Regions from separate parts of the Mus musculus genome. Here region 2 is linked to region 1. The links are chromatin contacts, called in public promoter capture Hi-C maps. All regions are on one chromosome and are shown on one strand. Each heading gives the region's core, a stretch centred on a gene start, on an enhancer-like site or on the middle of the called end of the contact. The rest is flanking DNA. Distances are from core to core; before and after follow the strand shown.

Region 1 (2,825 bases), core at 213-2,712:
ACTTCAAGAGGGACCCCCTACTCAAGGCCCTTCCCCAGCCCCTACTTGCCATTTTACCACCCCTGAAACGCTTGGCTTGTCGCCCACCTTCAGCAAAGCAGGAAGCCTGGCTCACCATCCCCACTCACTCACTGCCATTCTGGGTGAAGGCTGCTTTGCTCCCATTTTTCAGATTAGGAAACGGAGGCTCCAAAGAGCAGCAATCCACTGAGAGACCCAGTATCTGTCTGGGACGTTTCCTCCTGGGAGGAGAGGGAGGCTAGTCCTTTGAGACAGGAAAATGCAGTCGGGAGCTCTTCTGAACTTGGGTACCAACTGCCTACTCCTCAGGCCCTACCTGGGGCTAGGGGTGGGGTTGTTAGACAGTGAGGTACCAAAGGACTCATGTCAGGACCCCGCCCCCCCAAGAGAGGAGGGGGGTGGGAACATTCTCTAGTCCCAGATTTCACTTATGTACTCTGTAGAGCTGCAGCATCTGGGGTTTGAAGGCTTTGGGTTAAAAGATACTTGGGAAGGAAAAGCCGAGAAGTACCTGGGCCCGGATCCCTTGGGTGCTGGACTTGAGGGGAGGTGTGTGTGTGTGTGTGTGTGTGTGCGCGTGTGTGTGTGTGTGTGTGTGTGTATGTGTGTGTGTGTTGGGGGAGTGAAGTGTAGAAAGAACTTTATCTCCACATTATCTCTGCCAGTCCTGGAAGGTTCCCAGAGGAAGTGGCACCCGAGGGGGGAGGGGCAGGGAGAGAACGTTCCCCGAGGAACAAAAGCCAGGATAGCAGAGGGGCAAGCGGTGGGGGTACCGAGGGGGTTTTGCATGACTGGAGCAAATGGAGTGTTGGGGGGGGGGCGGTTCGAAAGATGAGCCAGGTCCAAGAGTGGCCACCTCCGAGGAGCCTTCTCGGATTCCTGCGCTCCCTCCCGGATGCTTTCCTAGCACAGCCCTTAGTTGCTACACTTTGGCCACTTCCAAGTGCGAGTCCCGAGAGAGCTGGGCAGATTGGGATTCTTCTCTCTGGGTCCCTGCGGCGTCTGTCCCAGTGCCGGACACCCGGTGGGCACTCGGTAAATATTTGTAGAGCGCCCTGGGAGGAATGAATGAAGCCATTGGGCCAGGCTTGGGGAGGGCGGGGACAGGCGCAGGTGGGAGGCAGCGGGAGCGGGAGGGGCGGGGAAGTCAGTCCTCCCGCTCCTCCCCCGCTCCCCGGCCCCAGCGCGCCCAACTCCGGGGCTCCCGAGGCGGCGGGCGGGCGATCCGGGCGCGCAGGGCCCTTGTATTGGGCACGCGGGAGATCGGAAAGGGGTTTGTTGCTGGTGCCCGCGGGCCCGAGCGCGATCAGAGCGGGAGGAGGGAGCTAGGGTTCGCTCAGCGCCCAGCTGCCTCTCCGGCACTCGCTCTCCGGACTTGTAGGTCTGCAAGCTGCTGCTCCTCCCACCCCGGCCCGCCTCCTCGCTCTCTTGCTCGCTCTCTGGAGTTGCTGTGCTAGCCTTGCCGTGCGTCCTGGCGAGTGCGGGCCGAGGGGCCCCGGGCCAGAACTGAGTAAAGGACAGGGGCGTCCCGGGCAAAGCGCAGCCGGCCGGGGAGTGGCCATGTGTGGCGAGGCCGCCTTGAAGCTCGCCTGCAGCAAGTGACCTCGGGTCGTGGACCGCTGCCCTGCCCCCTCCGCTGCCACCTGGGGCGGCGCGGGCCCGGTGCCCCGGATCGCGCGTAGAGCCGGCGCGATGCACGTGCGCTCGCTGCGCGCTGCGGCGCCACACAGCTTCGTGGCGCTCTGGGCGCCTCTGTTCTTGCTGCGCTCCGCCCTGGCCGATTTCAGCCTGGACAACGAGGTGCACTCCAGCTTCATCCACCGGCGCCTCCGCAGCCAGGAGCGGCGGGAGATGCAGCGGGAGATCCTGTCCATCTTAGGGTTGCCCCATCGCCCGCGCCCGCACCTCCAGGGAAAGCATAATTCGGCGCCCATGTTCATGTTGGACCTGTACAACGCCATGGCGGTGGAGGAGAGCGGGCCGGACGGACAGGGCTTCTCCTACCCCTACAAGGCCGTCTTCAGTACCCAGGGCCCCCCTTTAGCCAGCCTGCAGGACAGCCACTTCCTCACTGACGCCGACATGGTCATGAGCTTCGTCAACCTAGGTGAGTGGCGGTGGGAGGGGATATATTTCAGACTGGGGCCACTTTGGGACTGGGAGAGGGTCTCTGCTTACAGCCACTGTGGTCCACCTTTCCATTTGCAAAGCATCAGTGCCCGCCAGAGACTCTTCGCCCCGGGGTCTTAGTAGACTTTAAGCTCTGTGCGTCTCGGATAAGTCTTGCTGGCTCGGAGGGTTTGTCCGGGCTATCCGGAGGGTGCACCCCCAGCCCTGAGTCTCTGTCTGCTCCGCCGCGGGTTCATCTCACTCAGGGGCGGGAGGTCCCGGCTCGGCAGCGGCTTAGTTCAAAGCGCCCGGCTGGGTCATGTGAGCTGAACCGGCTTCAGCGGCCCGCGCTACCTGGATTTAAAGGGCCCTTGTGGGCAAAGCTGCCTTCCCGCCTTTCCTCTGCCCCTCTGAGGCCAGCTTGGTTCTGACATCCCGCGCATCCCCTTTTCTTCCCCTCTCTGACCCTACCTGTCCCATTGCGGAGCGCTGGTTTCGGCGTGCGCTCGGAGTGCCGCGGGGCTCCTCGCCTAGCCGCCAGTCGCCCACCTTTGGACTCTCGGCTGGAGCCGGGGAAAGAACGTTGCCATTGCGAGTTTTCTATTTTAAATGTTTAATGATAGGTCCCGGGCGGGCAGAATCCATTTTCAGCGTTTATCACGTGTGGCGCGCAAACCACGGGTTTTGGCGATTGG
Region 2 (2,825 bases), core at 223-2,722, 580 kb before region 1:
CAAACCAAACCAAACCAAACCAAACCAAACCAAACCAAACCAAACCAAACCAAACCCCACTGTGAGCCTGTGCAGTTGGTGGGAAATGACACTTTTCCACTTACAGGAATTATACAGTTTCCTATAAAACAAACCCAATGTAGCAGTTCCAATATAAAGCCGGCTCTTCATCTGTCTCCATTCTCAGCCAACCACACAGGTGTCAAAAAAGACGACAAAAGTCACAGAGACAGTTACTAGGGAGCTTACGGGAGGAGGTGAGGCAGGGGCCTGCCATCCTAGGTATCAGGGAGCTGCAGCAGGACGGTGGCGAGTTTGAGGCCAGCCTGGGAGACTCAAGATTAAACTCAAGATAAAGAAAGCTGGAGACTCAAGGTGTCAGAGAAAATGCCCAGCACTCCTGAGGCTCCAGATTCATACCCAGTGCTGACTGAGGGAGGGAGGGATGGAGGGAGGGAGGGAGGGAGGGAGGGAGAGAGGGAGGGAGGGAGGGAGGGAGGGAGGGAGAGAAGGAGGGAAGGAGGGAGGGAGGGAGGGAAGGAGAGAAGGAGAGAAGGAGGGAGAGAGGGAGGGAGGGAGGGAGAGAAGGAGGGAGGGAGGGAGAGAAGGAGAGAAGGAGGGAGGGAGGGAGAGAGGGAGGGAGGGAGAAGGAGGGAGGGAGGGAGGGAGGGAATGGAGGAGAGAGAGGGACAGATTTCTCTTGCATCTAAGGTTTAAATTAGACTTTCTATAGTGGTTAAAATGCCAAATAATGGAATACTATTTAGCACTCAAAAATATCCATTACAGATGCCTGATGGAGACAAGTCTTTCAGGGAATGGATTTGTTGTTGTTGCTCCTGCTGCTGCTGTTTGAGACAGGTCTTACTGTGTAGACTACTCTGGCCTTGAATTCACAGAGATCCACCTGTCTCTGCGGCACCACGCTGCCATGGTGCTAAGCAGTTTCCTCCCCATGGCTTCCCAGGTCTCCACAAACCCCCAAACCTGTGGGCCTGGATCTTTTAAAATTAAACTTTCTTCTCATTTAAAAGAATCAGGGAAAACCAAGAAAGGGCAAATCGTCTTTCCTTCGAGGTTGTCAAAAATTAGTGTTTTAATTTTGTTTCTTCTTTTTAAATTTTCTATTAGAATTCTTCCAGTCTCCGCTGTGGGCAGGAGGGCAGGGTGGGAAGACTGAGGTATCTCTGTGTCCCTAATGTTCACCCCGATAATCTTTAGAGCGCTCTTGTTACTCCCAGCAGTCGACTGTCTTCTGGTCTTGGTGGGGAAACTGAGGCCACCCTGGTGTATACTCGACTTGTGAGAAGGGCCCAGCCCAACGGGTCTTACCAAATCTCATCCTGGGCCACAAGGTTCATGCGCTCTGCGGCCGTGGTGCTGAGCGGTTTCTGCGCCATGGCTCCCGCGGTCTCCGCAAACCCAAACCCGTGTGCTCCTGCCTTAGACTATGAGTCCTTAATTATAGTCCCGTTGCTGGGAGACCGGTTGCCAGGTCACACGTGACAAGGAAGCGGAAGCAGAAGTGGAAGCGAGAGCACCGCACACCTGAAGGGGATGAGGGTGCCTGGAGCTTGCCCCTGGCCTCTGCCCTCTGAGCACCCAGTGGTCATCCTGTCCCATGCTCCTCTGAGAAACCTCTAGACTTAGCACCAAGATCCCTCCTCCTCTTTCGATACTGGGAATTGCTCGCAGGGCTTGGCATGCTCCACCCGGACCTACATTCCCAGCCTTCGGTGTTTGTTTGTTGTTTTGTTTTGTTTTTTTACTTGTTTAAATTTTTTAAAAAAAGATTTTATTTATTTTTATTTATATGAATACACTGTAGCTGTCTTCAGACACACCAGAAGAGGGCATCGGATCCCATTACAGATGGTTGTGAGCCACCATGTGATTGCTGGGATTTGAACTTAGGACCTCAGGAAGATAAGTCATTCAGTGCTCTTAACTGCTGAGCCATCTCTCCAGCCCTTGTTTAAAATTTTGACACAGGAGCTCCTAAGTTGCTCAGTCTGGCCTTGAACTCACTCTGTAACCCAGGCAGACCTATGCTTCGAGGTTCTCCTGTCTCAGTTCCCTGAGTAGTAGCCTGGCTTGTACCATCAGCCCCGGTCCCTGGCCCTTTTCAAAACTTAAACATAAACATGGATGTTAGATTACTCATCCGGGCGCAGAACCCCAAGAGCACAGAGCTTGGTGATGTCTATTTGAGAGAACACACCCTCCTGTCAGACCCTGGGCATCACCGAACAGAGCTGCCAGCCACCTCCAGTGGTTGCAGAGAACACTGCCCTCTGCCGCCTCCACCTCCTTGAGGAGCTTGGCTAAGCCTCTACCAGGTCCTGTTCAGGCTGAGGACTCTAGCCAGCCTTCTCTTCCCGCAGAAGCTGTAGGAGACCCATGCGTGTTGCTTAGAGTTTTCACGTGTGCTTTTCCACTGCTGCATCGCATTTCACTCCTGCTCAAGGACAGAATTGGTCTGTTAATGACCTGGCCTGCGTTCTCGATAAGCTGATAACAGGCCACCACCAGGTGTCCTTGCTCCTGGGCGGGTAGGGCCTCAGGTGGGCTGGGATCATCTCCTGTCCCCCTTTCCCAGGTCCAGTGGCTGTGGAAGCCTTTGTGTAAAGTGGCTGAGAAGAAAGATCCGCTGTGCTCTCCAGGCAAACTCTGCCCCTGCTTTGGGAAGTGTCTAGGAATCTCTGCGGAATTAAGAATAAGCAAAGCTGCTGGCTGCTGTGCTTGGCCTGATGCCCCGCCCCTCCTGCAAGCTTTGTTAAGAGCCCAGGTCCTCCTGCAAGCATTGACTAAGGGCCCCACTGTGC

What was found. Promoter capture Hi-C pulls out the DNA fragments that hold promoters and counts their contacts.
Region 2: a contact with region 1 is called in a promoter capture Hi-C map of embryonic stem cells. The contact joins the promoter of 1700021F07Rik here to the promoter of Bmp7 in region 1. A contact is called at or near these places in 2 of 39 promoter capture datasets (the HPC-7 cell line and embryonic stem cells).

What each region holds. Positions count from the first base shown.
Region 1 is chr2:172,938,958-172,941,782 of GRCm38.p6, reverse strand. It overlaps Bmp7 (bone morphogenetic protein 7), which reads left to right and starts at 1,462. Exons shown (of 7, transcript NM_007557.3): 1 at 1,462-2,128. The coding sequence starts at 1,714. It overlaps Gm40010 (a long non-coding RNA gene), which reads left to right and starts at 2,138. Exons shown (of 3, transcript XR_867069.2): 1 at 2,138-2,825.
Region 2 is chr2:173,521,239-173,524,063 of GRCm38.p6, reverse strand. It overlaps 1700021F07Rik (RIKEN cDNA 1700021F07 gene), which reads right to left and starts at 1,472. Exons shown (of 4, transcript NM_028158.1): 1 at 1,333-1,472. The coding sequence starts at 1,400.